Regions from separate parts of the Zea mays genome. Here all the other regions are linked to region 3. The links are chromatin contacts, called in public Hi-C maps. All regions are on one chromosome and are shown on one strand. The core of a region is the stretch at or near the end of the contact, and the rest is flanking DNA. Distances in the headings are between cores, read along the strand shown. Region 1 holds the start of LOC100276010. Region 2 holds the start of LOC100194081. Region 3 holds the start of LOC100272842 (putative threonine aldolase family protein).

What was found. A called contact is a pair of places that touch in the nucleus more often than the background predicts.
Region 1: a contact with region 3 is called in a Hi-C map of tassel, with 5 times the contacts expected there. The contact joins the promoter of LOC100276010 here to the promoter of LOC100272842 in region 3. A contact is called at or near these places in 2 of 25 Hi-C or Micro-C datasets (ear and tassel).
Region 2: a Hi-C map of tassel shows a contact between it and region 3, with 5 times the contacts expected there. The contact joins the promoter of LOC100194081 here to the promoter of LOC100272842 in region 3. A contact is called at or near these places in 8 of 25 Hi-C or Micro-C datasets (ear, endosperm, leaf and 3 more) and 1 of 3 datasets of contacts at active chromatin or transcription factors (leaf).

The regions. Positions count from the first base shown.
Region 1 is chr2:30,626,217-30,630,455 of Zm-B73-REFERENCE-NAM-5.0, reverse strand. It overlaps LOC100276010, which reads right to left and starts at 2,359. Exons shown (of 1, transcript NM_001149904.2): 1 at 1,423-2,359. The coding sequence starts at 1,876. The coding sequence ends at 1,607.
Region 2 is chr2:31,033,995-31,038,590 of Zm-B73-REFERENCE-NAM-5.0, reverse strand. LOC100194081 reads right to left here and starts at 1,899. Exons shown (of 2, transcript NM_001139136.1): 1 at 1,644-1,899. The coding sequence starts at 1,864.
Region 3 is chr2:30,789,225-30,793,787 of Zm-B73-REFERENCE-NAM-5.0, reverse strand. LOC100272842 (putative threonine aldolase family protein) reads left to right here and starts at 2,806. Exons shown (of 9, transcript NM_001254834.2): 1 at 2,806-3,449; 2 at 3,711-3,822; 3 at 4,104-4,154; 4 at 4,252-4,323; 5 at 4,428-4,560. The coding sequence starts at 3,013. LOC100274124 (putative threonine aldolase family protein) reads left to right here. Exons shown (of 10, transcript NM_001365814.1): 7 at 324-382; 8 at 476-573; 9 at 1,020-1,086; 10 at 1,183-1,366. The coding sequence ends at 1,266.

The sequences.
Region 1 (4,239 bases), core at 1,110-3,609, 160 kb after region 3:
CGCAAGTCTATAAGTTCCTCCGGTATAACTAATGCAATGATGTGCGCAATCACCAATGGATAAGAGGTATTATAGACTCACTTCTAACACTAGGCCTAAACCTAGAGCAAGCACTAATGCACTATATGTAGTGGTTTGGTCTAACTAACCTAAGCACTTCAAAAGGCACCTATGTTAATCATTGAGTGACCTTTGAGCAGATGGGTGTCTAGAGCTATTAGGAATGAGTCTCAACTCAATTGCAATATTTCTCATCTCCCACACCTTTCAAATGATCAATTGGGATGGCATATATAGATCCAAGTCTATAACTAGTTGTTAGAAGTGACATAGGAAATCTGGGTACTAACTAGACACTCTGGTGCTCACACCGGATGAAATGATGTATGTCCACATTAGCTAGTCATTGGAACTAGACGTTGTCAACTATTTGAGTTATGGCATCTGGTGCTTTGACCGGTGCTACACCATGCAAGTCTAGTCTATTGTAGCCCTCTATGTTCACTTTGCAACCATCTTTGAGGACCCCATTCGGTGCCTTGTGGATCTCTCTAAACATGTCACAGAATTATCCGAGTAGCATATTCGATGCACACCTGCTAGTATGGTGTACTCTATTACAATAACCCTTCTTTGGTACAAAGTCACACAGATCTAGTGACTCACTAGACACATCTGGTGCTATTGAGCAATATGTTTTTTATTTCTTCATATGTATTGGTCTAGTCTTCTTCCATCTTGTTCCTTGGACTCTTGCATGTACTCGAAGGTCTTCAATCATGCCTTCCAATGTCTTGCTTGAGATGTTGACCATTCAGATGACCCTTAGCCTTCATCCAAGCCCACTTTGTATCATTTGAGCTATAACAAAAAAACACTACCAAATAATATTAGTTTGAATGGTTATGTTGATCATCAAACACCAAAATTTTAACTATAAATGGGCATTGTTCCATTTTTCTTATCGTTCGAGAGATCGATAGTGACGACGACATGGAGCGATTCAAGATAGGCCATCTCAGAGATCCACTTGTGCGCTAAGAAGACCTGATGGCTATCCAAGAAGTTACTCGGCCAGGAGCTTGGCCCTTGCAAGGGCATCATTGCGAGGGAATCCAGCAAGAACAAGAGAAAAGTGTGAGTTTCTCGATACCTCGGTAAAAATACCAAAGTCATCGAGGAGAGTTTGCATCTATATCTCAATTAACCTTTTATACTTTATTTATTACTTGCCTATGTTAGCTTGCTAGGCTAGCGATATGATTGTAACTTAGGTTGCATAACTCTTTTACGATAAAGATAGCAAAATTACCTTCTTGATAGGTTTTGATTAGGTCATAATTAGAGAACTTAATTTTAAAAATATATTTTAAAGTTGTCTAATTCACCCTTTATTATTAGGCGTTATGATCCCTTTAATAAGAATACTATACTCTGCAATATTGATAGTGTAATGTGTATAACATCAGTTACAGCATGTTGTGCTTAAGGATGGACCGTCTGGCCGTGTCCAGTGTCACAAATGGTCCTCAACAATTGCCATATTGACAGCTTTCTTCCTACATAACGTTGGCGCCTTGCATGTCGTACACATACTGGCATACTGCTAGTGACTTCCTAACCTATCATGCTTGTCTGAATCCAGTTGATCTGCTGATCTGTTTTTTTTATTGATAAAGATAGTCACTAGAAACACCTTGGAGTTGAAACATGGAACAGGTCTGCCGCCGTCGCAAATGCATGCATCAGGCCCGGCAGTTTTACCCGTGTCCTCCTTGTTTTCTAACCGCGCGCGCGCGGGCGGGCCTAGATAGAAGGCCAGAAGCGTCCCGGGCCTGGGTCTAGCTAAACGGCCGAACCAGCACAAATGGCCCATGAGACGACTGTTTCCGCGGCGGCGGGCGCCAGCGCGGTACGGGTGCGCCCCGCGCCCTCGGCAGCGAGATCGTCGGCGCCTCCTCGTGATCTCGTCACGAGACTAGCCGACCTGCCGTGCCATCATCCGTACGTGCGCGCAGGCGGCCCCCGCGGCCGCACCCGTTTGCATCGGTCGCCTCTCTGCCTGGATTCGTCTGGAACTCTGGATCCCGCTCGTCGCCAGGTCAGGGTTTTGCACCCAGCAGCCAACAGTGCCAATGCCACTGCTTCTTGTATGTGCAGCTCGCCAGGTAGCAGCAGCGTCTGTACTGTGCGTGTACTGCGGCCAGCACAATGCCTATGACGCTGACATTGCTCTGGGTGCGTAGCGCGCTCTAGGGCGCAGCGGTGCGTGCGTAGCTTGGACTACAGAATTGTCCTGGCGCGATGGGCAGCAGGGAGGAGTGCGTGAACAGCTGAAGGAGCTACAGAAACGAAGAGCATCTTCACAAACGACACAACATGTGGTAGTTGTACTGATGGAGGCATCAGCAGACCATGACAATGGTGTGATAAGATAGAACAACTCATACCCTACTGCTGCTAGCTTTGCATGTCCTGAATGATAAGCCTTTCCTAGCTAAGCGCCTAAGCCCTAAACGTTTTGAAATAAAATCAAGACTTGAAGTCTTAAACTGGGGACAGGTTATGAAATCCTGTCAAGTGTCAAGCATGAAGCCCAAACATCCATGTTTCACGCAGAGACTAACACTAAAGAGTTCGGCTTCTTGCATTTGTTCCCCATGCGCCTAGGATGGCAATGGCTCTAAATTTTACATTATAAAATTTAAGAAACAGATCATATTAGAATCAGATTATATCTCTATTCATTTTTAAACTAAAATTAATTTAATACCCTAACAGTTAGTAAAGAAACATTTAGACCATGAATAATTACCACCCCTAGACACATGTAACTCTCTTCAGATTATTAATTGAAGCCGGAAAATGTACCAGGACTTTCGAAAGATTAAAAAACACCCAACATATATCATCTTCTAATTGAAGCCGGGTCATATTTTCCGCATTCTGCAACGAAATGCTTGGGTTTTACCTTTGGTTTCCATTGTCATGTCTCTGTATATTATAGGTCCTGTTCTAATTTTTTCCTTCTGTTGTCCCATTTACCTTTTTATTTTAGGGAAAGACCTATTCATTTTCATTTATTTTCACCACATCCATCTTACCAGGAAGTGAACATGGATCGGGCAATTCTACGCAGACAGACTAAGAGCATATCTCCAAGAGACTAGTTAAATAACTCGTCAAACTAAATTTTGGCTATTCAATAGCAAAATAACTTTCCAACAGATTAGCTATTTGACTCGTCAAGCTATCTGACTATCTAAATTTGCTCTCTCACTAGCTAAATTTGGCTAATCATCTGACTAGCAAAACTAAATAGATAGTCTGTTGGAGTGAGATGCTACATATAGAGTGCAACCATTATAAAAAATTAAATAGAGAGTTAAATAGAGAGCAAAAAATAAAGAGTCTATTGGAGATGCTCTAAAGCACAAGAATGGACACATCCGACAAACGAGTGAAAAGCAACACTTATTCAGCAAAGGCTTGGTGTGGCTCCAATATCTTCGAATCAATTAGGGCTGGTTCGTTTTTCTCTTAATCCATGTGGATTGAGTGGGACTGGATGAGTTTAAATTCCAAATAAGTCAAAATCCTTCATAATTTTTTTCAATCACATTCAACCACACAGGACGGGAATAACCGAACAAGACCTTATAGGAAAAGCTACCGAGATGATGCATCTGATCAGGGTGTCCTAGTGCCCGTACGAGTTCTTCGTAGTAGGACCTACCGAATGCTCAAATTCAGTACTTCATCAGTGTCTCTTCAATAACTTTCTGAAAACATAAGAACATATCAGTGACATTTTCACATAATCACACTGCCACACATAAACCGGAACGGTTATAGTAAAAAATAAAAACGGCGGAAGCCTTTGCATCTCTACCTTAAAACATCTCACTTCATATTGAACATCGGTATCTGAAATTTGGTAATCAAGGACAAGCTTGACACTGAATAAGTAAAGGAGGTCATATGAATAGTTAGAATGGATGTAGTATAATGGTATTGTGTGGGTTAAAAAACAGTCGATATTCCTAATTTTGGTACATCATTGATGTTAGTAATGGTAATACTCCAGAAAGTCAAGAAGAATGATAATAAGATAGCATTAACAAGGACATTGAAATGTTAAATCATATTTTAAAAATAATGTACATCCTCACAGTGAGTCCACTGTAAACTGTTCAATTCTGTTCAGCCCTTCCAGGAAAATGAGCAAGAGTGACAAGT
Region 2 (4,596 bases), core at 650-3,149, 250 kb before region 3:
CATCAGTAGGCCAACAGCTAATAACTACTATGATGTAAAGGAAAAGGAACGTGTTCCCAAGTTTTATTTGATTGCCAGATGTATAAAACTGATCAAGAACTCTTTTTATTCCCTAGATGTGTTTTTCCTTCCCTAGATTCATGGAAGGACTCTTTTGGACTCGATATTGTTTAGCAATTAGCTGGTTGTCAGTACCCATAAGGCCATAACTATGATTATTTTTTAAAAACTCACCATGGATGGGATTTTTTTTTTTACCAAGCTGCACCAGCAGGTAGTTGTAGCCATTTTGCTGACTTGTCGCCATAAAAATCGTATGTAGAAAGGCGTGATCCACAGAACTGGATCACACAGATGTTATGATAGCAATGCATCTATTGCAGAGAACGCCCCCCAAGGCCACAAGCCCAAACAACTTCTCTTAATAACAGGACGCCCCACAACAGGACAACAACGACAACCAAAGCTTGAGATCGACGAAATGCTCATAGATTTGTATAATTAATGAAACCAATGTGGATGGTCCTAATGTCATGGGACTAGGCCAGGACAGGAGCTGTTTTATGATGGTTGAGCACTCACAACAACCAACTCAAAAAATGGAAAATTGCGCCACATACAGATACTGCAAATAAGGAGTGACATGATTACCAAGGAAGAACATTGTTACAACTTACAACGACATCATCTGAGAAATTTGCTATTTTGCCACTCTCAATTTTGGCTGCCTGTTATTATGCCATCCCGTGTCTATGACTGGTGGGACCGTCTGTGTCTATGATTTGTGGGTCTGATGGCATACTGGCGAAGCCCACAAATGATAATGGCAAAATTGCCAATGGCTCAACGACATCTCTACCTGACCAGACAACGTCCTAACTTCTTGTTCAAAAGCCGAAACGTACTCGATGGAGCAAGTGCTGTACAGCCTACCAGGACGATTCCATGGGATGGTTTGCTTAGGAATTTTAGCTCGGGATGGAGTGTACGACAAGGTATTTCAAGTAAGGACGTTTGAGGTGGTGGGCTCGCAAAGGGTTGCGCTGCAATAGTATAAGTACGAAAAAACTGGAATTTTATGGCTGAAGCGGCAATTATTTGAGATCTACCAATCCCCAGAAGATTAAATTTTTGGGACACATCTTGCATCAACCAACCAAAAAGGCTCTCATTTTCATGCCTTCTCATTCTCTGCATCCTGAACTTAAAAGGTTCGGTTTAGTACGCTACAGAGCATCCAGCTCCTACAGTGTCAGTGTGTACTCTGGAGGTATCTAAAACCACCGACTTCCTTGACCAGGAAAGATTACACGCAGGAACATCCCAAGATGCAGCCTCTTATTCATTTACTTCCTTGACCAGGATAGATTCAATGTCTTCCTAAAACATAGTGCCTATTTTACTTTTAACCTCTTCCATATGAAACCGTAGGATCTAGATTGGATGCTCTGGATAGTTTGATTGCACGCTTGCACCAAAATGAGTGATTGCACAGGATATGTGCTCGACATATGTGCTCGACACAATGAGCAACAAAAGTTGCTGGACTAACCAACTGAAAGCTAGACCCTCTTAACATCGACCTAAGGAAGGCACTACATTTGATTCCAAGAACGGGACTGGGAGTGGTTTGAGTTGCTTACTGGGGTGTGCATCTCCCAACTGCTCGGGTGTAGAGGTACCCAGGCCACGCGTGCGCGTCGCCGCGGCTCCCGTCGGTGTGCAGCCGCATCCTCCTGCTCTCCCCATCTGACGCCGCCGCACCAACCCTGTCGTACATCCCATTTGCTGCGCAGAAGGATGAGCAAAGGAAGATGAAGCAGGCGAAAGCTAGAGGAGGACGAAGCGGCGCTTGAGAATCCATCCCCCCTCTCTCTCTCTCCCCTCCGCTGCCTGCTGCTACCCTACACCCTACAGGTCACAGGCGAGGCGACAGAACTTTATGGAGCCCAGTTTGAAATGCGGACACTGTTCTGTTTTTGAGATCGGCTCCTTTTGGAAGGAGCGTGCACCGGGCCCATGCCTGTCTTTATTTGTCATGCCATGGGTATGAGATTTTCATCTCCTCCCTTGGACTTTGAATATATTTTGTCTAGAACCAGCTCGCAGGTGATGGTATGGGATAATGGGCCTCGAGGGAGACACGTTGAGAATGTGAGGTGTGCTGAGCATTTTATTTATTTATTTATATAGATATGGGCTGGATATTTTTAAAGTTAAAATTTAACTACATTCTCAGAAAATATTAGTTGCATTTGTATCTTAAATAAGTTTATTATAAAAAATATATTTAAAGATCTATCTAGTAATAATTATTATATATAAATATATTAGTAGTTCTATATATATTTGGCTAAAGATGGAAATTTTGACAACTTGGGAAATGAGAATGATATTTTTATGGAGCAGAGAGAATCACCAAATAAATTTCCTGTTCAATGGTGTTTCTTTTACATTTGGAAGTTTCTAGGACAAACTTCTCTTAAGACATGTTCAGATCACTTAGATCTAAAATTTAGTTAAACTAAGTTTAATCACCAAATAAATTCAAAAAAAATAGACCACCTAGAACTAAAGTTTAGTTGGAGTAATGTATAAGTGACTATGTCTAGTTCAACGTTGTTTTGATATATGAAGTGAAGTGTAGATGCCTAAAGTTATCATATCAGTGTGAACTAGTTTGGACTGGGATTGAACAGCTGGTTTATAAAAGTCTAAGGTGCTTGACACATGTTCGCTTGGTTTTTATTCAGTATCGACTTCTACTACTTCTACAAGAGTGAAATAGATATAAAAGAAAAAAGGTGAGGGATTATGTAGTTTTTTTTCCTAAAAATTGACTAGTGGATCAAAATAGCATAAACCAAATTACCAAACCCACCAGATGTTGCTCGACCGGTATTTTTTTTAAACACCGACCGGATGATCTTGTGAACACCAGTACCAGATTGTATAATGATACTATGCTGTGGCCAAGTTACTAGACTTCACTCAATGATTTGTTAGTTCAAAACTATATATAAGCGCATTGAATCTACGGCGGTACTATAATTTTCTTGTGTTTTGGTCGTATCTTCTAACTAGAAGTTGTTATTTTTATGTATAGGATTATTAAAAAAAACTCATGTTCATCTGATGAGAAATTGTGTGCGGGGTCACCGTACCCTGTGTTATGCACACTGACCTTTCAATAATCTGTCCATATCTAGTAGATCCGAAGTTCATTACTGCCGAGCATGTACTCGTTGCAAAGGTTGTAAATTCTCTAGAATATTCTACAAAAATGCACTTCGCCAGATCTATTGGAAACCACACAGCGGGTGCTCTGGTGATCCTCAATAAGCTGTCCACTTGTCGATGTTTCAAAGTTTTTGTCATATCTTTTATCCTTTTTGTTTAAACTTTGATTTTGAAGTTCTTCAACTTGTTAAATAGTTTGTAATCAAAATCTCAAAAGCTTAATAATATCATTCCTATTTTACTTACTATAATGTCACGAGATAAGCTCAAGTAAGCCATCTTTTTGTCTTATCTTTGGTAGCTTTCTTTTTTATTCATTGTAAAGTCTGATCCTAAATAATAAATCAGAATGTATAACACGATCATTGGTAAATATATAAACTTTGTGTACCCATACAGATGGCATTACGAGTTTCTAAATCTTGAAACACATGACGCGATCACTGTAAATCTCAAGCCATGACCATGAAACAAACTATAGCTCCATTGAAGGCATATGTATATACTAGCTGAATGCCCGTGCGTTGCAACAAGAATATATAATACCAGTATACTACGATAACTTATATACAAAATGTGTGTTATACCGTTATGAGAAAATGTTTCATAATCAATTTGTGATTCTGGCCATACATAAATTTTGTTATTTATAATCTATCTGTTTCAGCACTACATTACAACCATCAGTATCATGCAGACTTCGATATATGTCACGATTTGCATGGTCTCATCATTGGAGAGCATGTTCCACACATACCGGAAGAAATTCCCTCGTACATCGTTAGTCATCAGACACGTAGCACCATACACTTTTGCTTAAACAAAAAGGCAAGTGTGTGTTTGTGAAGAGAATTAAAGGCAAGTCGGCACAAAAGCTACCCCAACGTTGGCGATGATGACGAACTGGTCATTGTTGTCGGTCCTCCTCTGTGTCATCTCTAGCGCCAAGATGACGCCACAGTCCTCGATATAGTAGTCGTCGAACGCGCGCGACATACCGAGTACTGATGACTTTTGGCTGGGTTGTAAAACGAAGTGCACCTCAGGCTCATTAGCAAGGTAGTACCCCTGGCCGTTGCACCACCGGATGCGCTACTCCTCTACATACATCGTGTTCGAGAACACTCATACAACGTCAGCAACGACCATCGTCTCAACGCACAAGAATTCATGGCCAGTCAGTAGCGACTTACGTGGCAGGTTGGGCTTCAGGTGGACGATGAGCTGGACGGCGTGATGGCGTCGTCGTCGACTGCGGTGCCCAGAACAACCCGAGAGTCGTTGACATTGGCGACGACCATGAGGTCCCCCTGCTTGACGATGGACAGCGCGGAGCAGCCGCTCTGCACCGCGTCC
Region 3 (4,563 bases), core at 1,557-4,056:
GTATTTTCTTTCTTTCTTTCTTTTGAGTCCAACTTCACTTCATTTTTGTTGTGCACAGTTCACAAGCACTGAACAGCCCCTCTGCTTTGAAACACCTTCACTAATACATGCATATCCAAGATTTCCTATTGTATATAACCTCTTTTCGTTATTCTACTAATAAAGTTTCAGCAAAACTTTTGTCGCACCTCCCCCCACCCACAAAAAAAAAACATGCATACAAGGAAAACAAACACTGCTCGTTTCATGGTATTTCTAGAAAAGAAACCAGATCCTTGTTAGACTGAATTCCTGAACCCGTAACTATGTTTTTTTTTCCTCAGAGGGCCTGAAGAAAATTAAACAGCTTACGGTGGATTCGTCTTCAGTCGAGACCAATATGGTCAGTGTCAATGATGAAGCGCTATATTTTCCTTATTTTCCACAATGTAAACCGGAAAGGTCCAGCATATGACATTCCTTTACTTTGTATAAGGTGTTCTTCGATATCGTGGATCCACGCATTTCACCGAGCAAGCTATGCCAAGTCTTGGAACAGCGCAATGTTCTTGCAATGCCAGCAAGTTCAAAAAGGTGAAACTCCATTCCTTTTGCCCCCATTACAAGATGAAGCTCCATTCTTCGGTCTCCTTTTTCAATTATAGAAAACATTCATTGGAGGTGACCGATAAATGGGATCTGAATTCTGTCGGTGATATGGTTTCTTTTGACCAAAATTTGGGAAAGGAACTGTCAATTTGCAAGAAAACCATATAGATTCTCTCCAAACAAGTTAACATAAAAAACCTACACATAACATAACTTTGAGTGAATATCAAACTCCATTGGTAAACACAGTCCCAAATTTTACAACAAACAGACCTTTAAATATTGCAAGCTACTGGGTTGATTGGTTGGCAGGCAAATCATATCACATAGCAAGTCAGAACCTTAATCTAAACACCTGCAGTAGTATCTTTAATGAAGGGCACATCCAAGGTTAGCTATCCATATTGAGCTTTGTGCTTCGTATCATGCAGTGTCAGGTTCGTCATCCATTACCAGATTTCAGACAGCGATGTTCAATATGCATTGACGTGTGTCGAGGTACGCAAAAAAAAAAAAAAGGAGCCCTGAACTGCTTTCAGTTTTCACTTCGTCAGCGATAGTGTGGACATCATGGTACATATTCCTTGTTTTCAGAAAGCTGTTGAAGAGCTACTGAAGGGCGGTACAAAGTTGGAGCATTTGACGAATGGTACTGCCAAAAACTCATATTGGCACTAGACGTCAGCAGGGTGTCCTGCTTGTTTGTTATCAACGCTAGCTGTTAAAACTCTTCTCTATTAATGAAATAGGGCACACCACTCGTGTGCCCGTTTGATCCAAAAAAAAATCTAGCTGTTAATTTGTAGTCACACCTTTGCCGGATGGCTGTTGCTGTTTACTCTTCACTCGGATGTGTTCGTTCTTGTGCTCTATAGCTTACCTTCTCAGAATTACCTGGTCCGTTTCCGCTTCCTGGTAAGACGGATGCAATGAAGTATTGCAAATGCAGAACATACGTTGCCCAGACAATACAGTTTCTTTAGCTATGTTGCCGCACTGATTACTTATAAGGATAGGAATCTATCAAATGTAGAAATGAGCTAATGGTGGCGTGCTCCAGGTGCGTGCGTTTAGTTGATGGCATGGAATGGAAGACAGCTGCACTGTCAGTCATCACTCATCAATCCCAGCTCAATGTATCGCCTTATGTCTTGTTTGGATATTCGTATGGATTAGATGATATTAGAAAAAATTAAGAAGTTTGACTTGCTTGTAATTTAAACTCATCCAATTCCACTTAATCCACATGGATTGAGAGCTAACCAAGCCCTTACCGGGCCGCTCCATGGTAGACAATGGTTGATATAGCTTTGTTGGAATTGATCTCCACCAGTTAGCCTAACACCTAACGGTGAACTGGGCCTTTAACCTTGCGTCTTGATCGGGGACGTATAGCCCAAGATTAGGTTGGTAGACCCCTGTTGTGCATAGGGGTGACAATAGACTCTAAATTTTACATTATAAAATTTAAGGATCAGATCGGGTTAGAATCGGGCTCTATTTCCATTCATTTTTTAACTAAATTTTATTTAAGGCTCTGTCAATTTGTGAAGAAGCATTTGGATCGCGATCCATTACCAGCCCTATAAATAGAGAGGTGAGGGTTGACTCAGTACGAGGTTTACAATACTCATCTATGTTTTCCCACCTCTAAATCCTAAACCGATTTAGAGGGAGGCTGTCAGCAACAGAAAGCTCACCATCGACATCGAGCTCGCTTTCCCGAACGTTGCTGTCCTTGCGCAGAGCGTCACCAACCAACGTGATAGCGATTGAATCGAAGGTATGATCTGTTTTGGTATTAATCTAGTGGTTAGGGTTCTTCGAGAGACCTAAAGAAATCTATCAAGCTAATTCCACATTTTTCACAGATTTGAACTAAAGTTGTATAAAATAGGTTGCAGCAGCTTATCAATTCAGTTGTTTCAATAAATAAATAATAGTTAATAAATAAAAGTTGCTTTTCACGCGCTTGTCATATAAACCTTTTTTTAATCCTGTGGATAGATAAATCATCTAATACCCACATTCATATCTAGCGTTTTCGGGTTTTGGTACCTACTCCCTCGGCTGGTTCGTTTGGTAGCGAGCGGGTGTCCTGGACGGGGGTGACTCTGAGTGGTGCTGATGCCTTGTGGCTTTCTGTACTTTTGGCCTCTCGCGTGTAGGACTTTAGTTGCCACGTTGGTGTTCCGTTCTGTTCTGTTGGCAGCAAGTGCAATGAGCATCAATGCATCAACCATCGTGCTGGTACTTCCAAAAGAGCGAAAGGATTGCCAATTCTGAAGGAGAAAGCAAACCATATCTGAAATACAAAGCGCGGACGGACCATTTGAGCATCCAATTCGTGAGCTTTGGCGTCTGTGTATTTTTAATCGGGAGCTGTAGGCTGTAGCTAGCTAGAGAGGTTTAGAGCAGCACCAAATGGCGAGCAAGGTGGTGGACCTCCGGTCAGACACGGTCACCAAGCCCTCCGAGGCCATGCGGGCCGCCATGGCCGCCGCCGACGTCGACGACGACGTCCTGGGCGCGGACCCGACCGCGCATCGCTTCGAGGCGGAGATGGCCGCGGTCATGGGCAAGGAAGCCGCGCTGTTCGTGCCGTCGGGCACCATGGGCAACCTCATCTCCGTCCTCGTGCACTGCGACGTCAGGGGCAGCGAGGCCATCCTCGGCGACAACTCGCACATCCACGTCTACGAGAACGGCGGCATCTCCACCATCGGCGGCGTGCACCCCAGGACCGTGAAGAACAACCCCGACGGCACCATGGATATCGACAAGATCGTTGCCGCCATCAGGCATCCTGATCTCCATTACCCGACGACCAGATTGATCTGCTTGGAGAACACACATGGGAAGTGAGTTGCACTTGCACAGATACCTGTTCCTCCGAGTCTCGCTCCTGTTCGGATGTTTCATCCCCGTCTCACACCCGAGCTTTTCTCTACCTTCCTCTTCATCCTCCTCTCCGCGGCGAGATCCGCCGTCCTCTCGCTGGAGTGGACAGGATCAGAAGAGAGAAGAAGAGGGGGGAAAACAATGTGACATACTCCCCGAGTAGAACATATAACCTTTTTCTCATCTTATTAATTCGTATGTATGTATCACTGTTTCTGCAGTACTGGTGGAAAGTGTTTATCTGTAGAATACACTGACAAGGTTGGTGAAATTGCCAAGAGCCATGGCTTGAAGCTTCATATCGATGGAGCTCGCATCTTCAATGCGTCTGTGGTGAGTAGTATGGTACATGCATGTGCTGTACTGTGATTTTATTTATATTTGTTTCTGATATTATCTGCAACAAAGTTAGTAAAACGACCAATTAGACTATATATTTCACTGTTCTGTCTTCGGAGATGAAAATTTTAGAGGGCTGACATCTGAATGATGAACCACAACCATATGTCTAAGCATGGAGCATACTACTAGCAGCTATTCTCACTTTTTAAACATCTGTCCAGAGCGTCCTAGCCTCTTATCAAAGTACTAACACATCTTGTTCATTGTACCAGGCACTTGGAGTTCCTGTAGATAGACTCGTGAAAGCTGCTGATTCAGTTTCGGTATGTTTCGGTTTGCTGGTCATTGTGCTCGGTATACAGCCTGCATATATTTGGCTGTAGCTAACATATGACTGGTGATTATTTTCTCCGGAACTAGGTATGCCTATCGAAAGGGTTAGGCGCACCCGTCGGATCAGTGATTGTTGGTTCGAAGGCCTTCATTGACAAGGTCAGATCAATCGACTTCCAAGTTTAAACTGCAGAGATGCAACTTCATTGAAGGAAAAAAACTATAGAGATCAAGAAATAGTAGTAATCTGAACAAACCTTTAGGCCAGAATTCTCCGGAAGACCCTAGGCGGTGGAATGAGACAGGTGGGAGTTCTTTGTGCTGCTGCTCATGTTGCCGTTCGTGACACTGTGGGAAAGCTTGCGGATGACCACAGGAAGGCTAAAGCTTTGGCAGGTT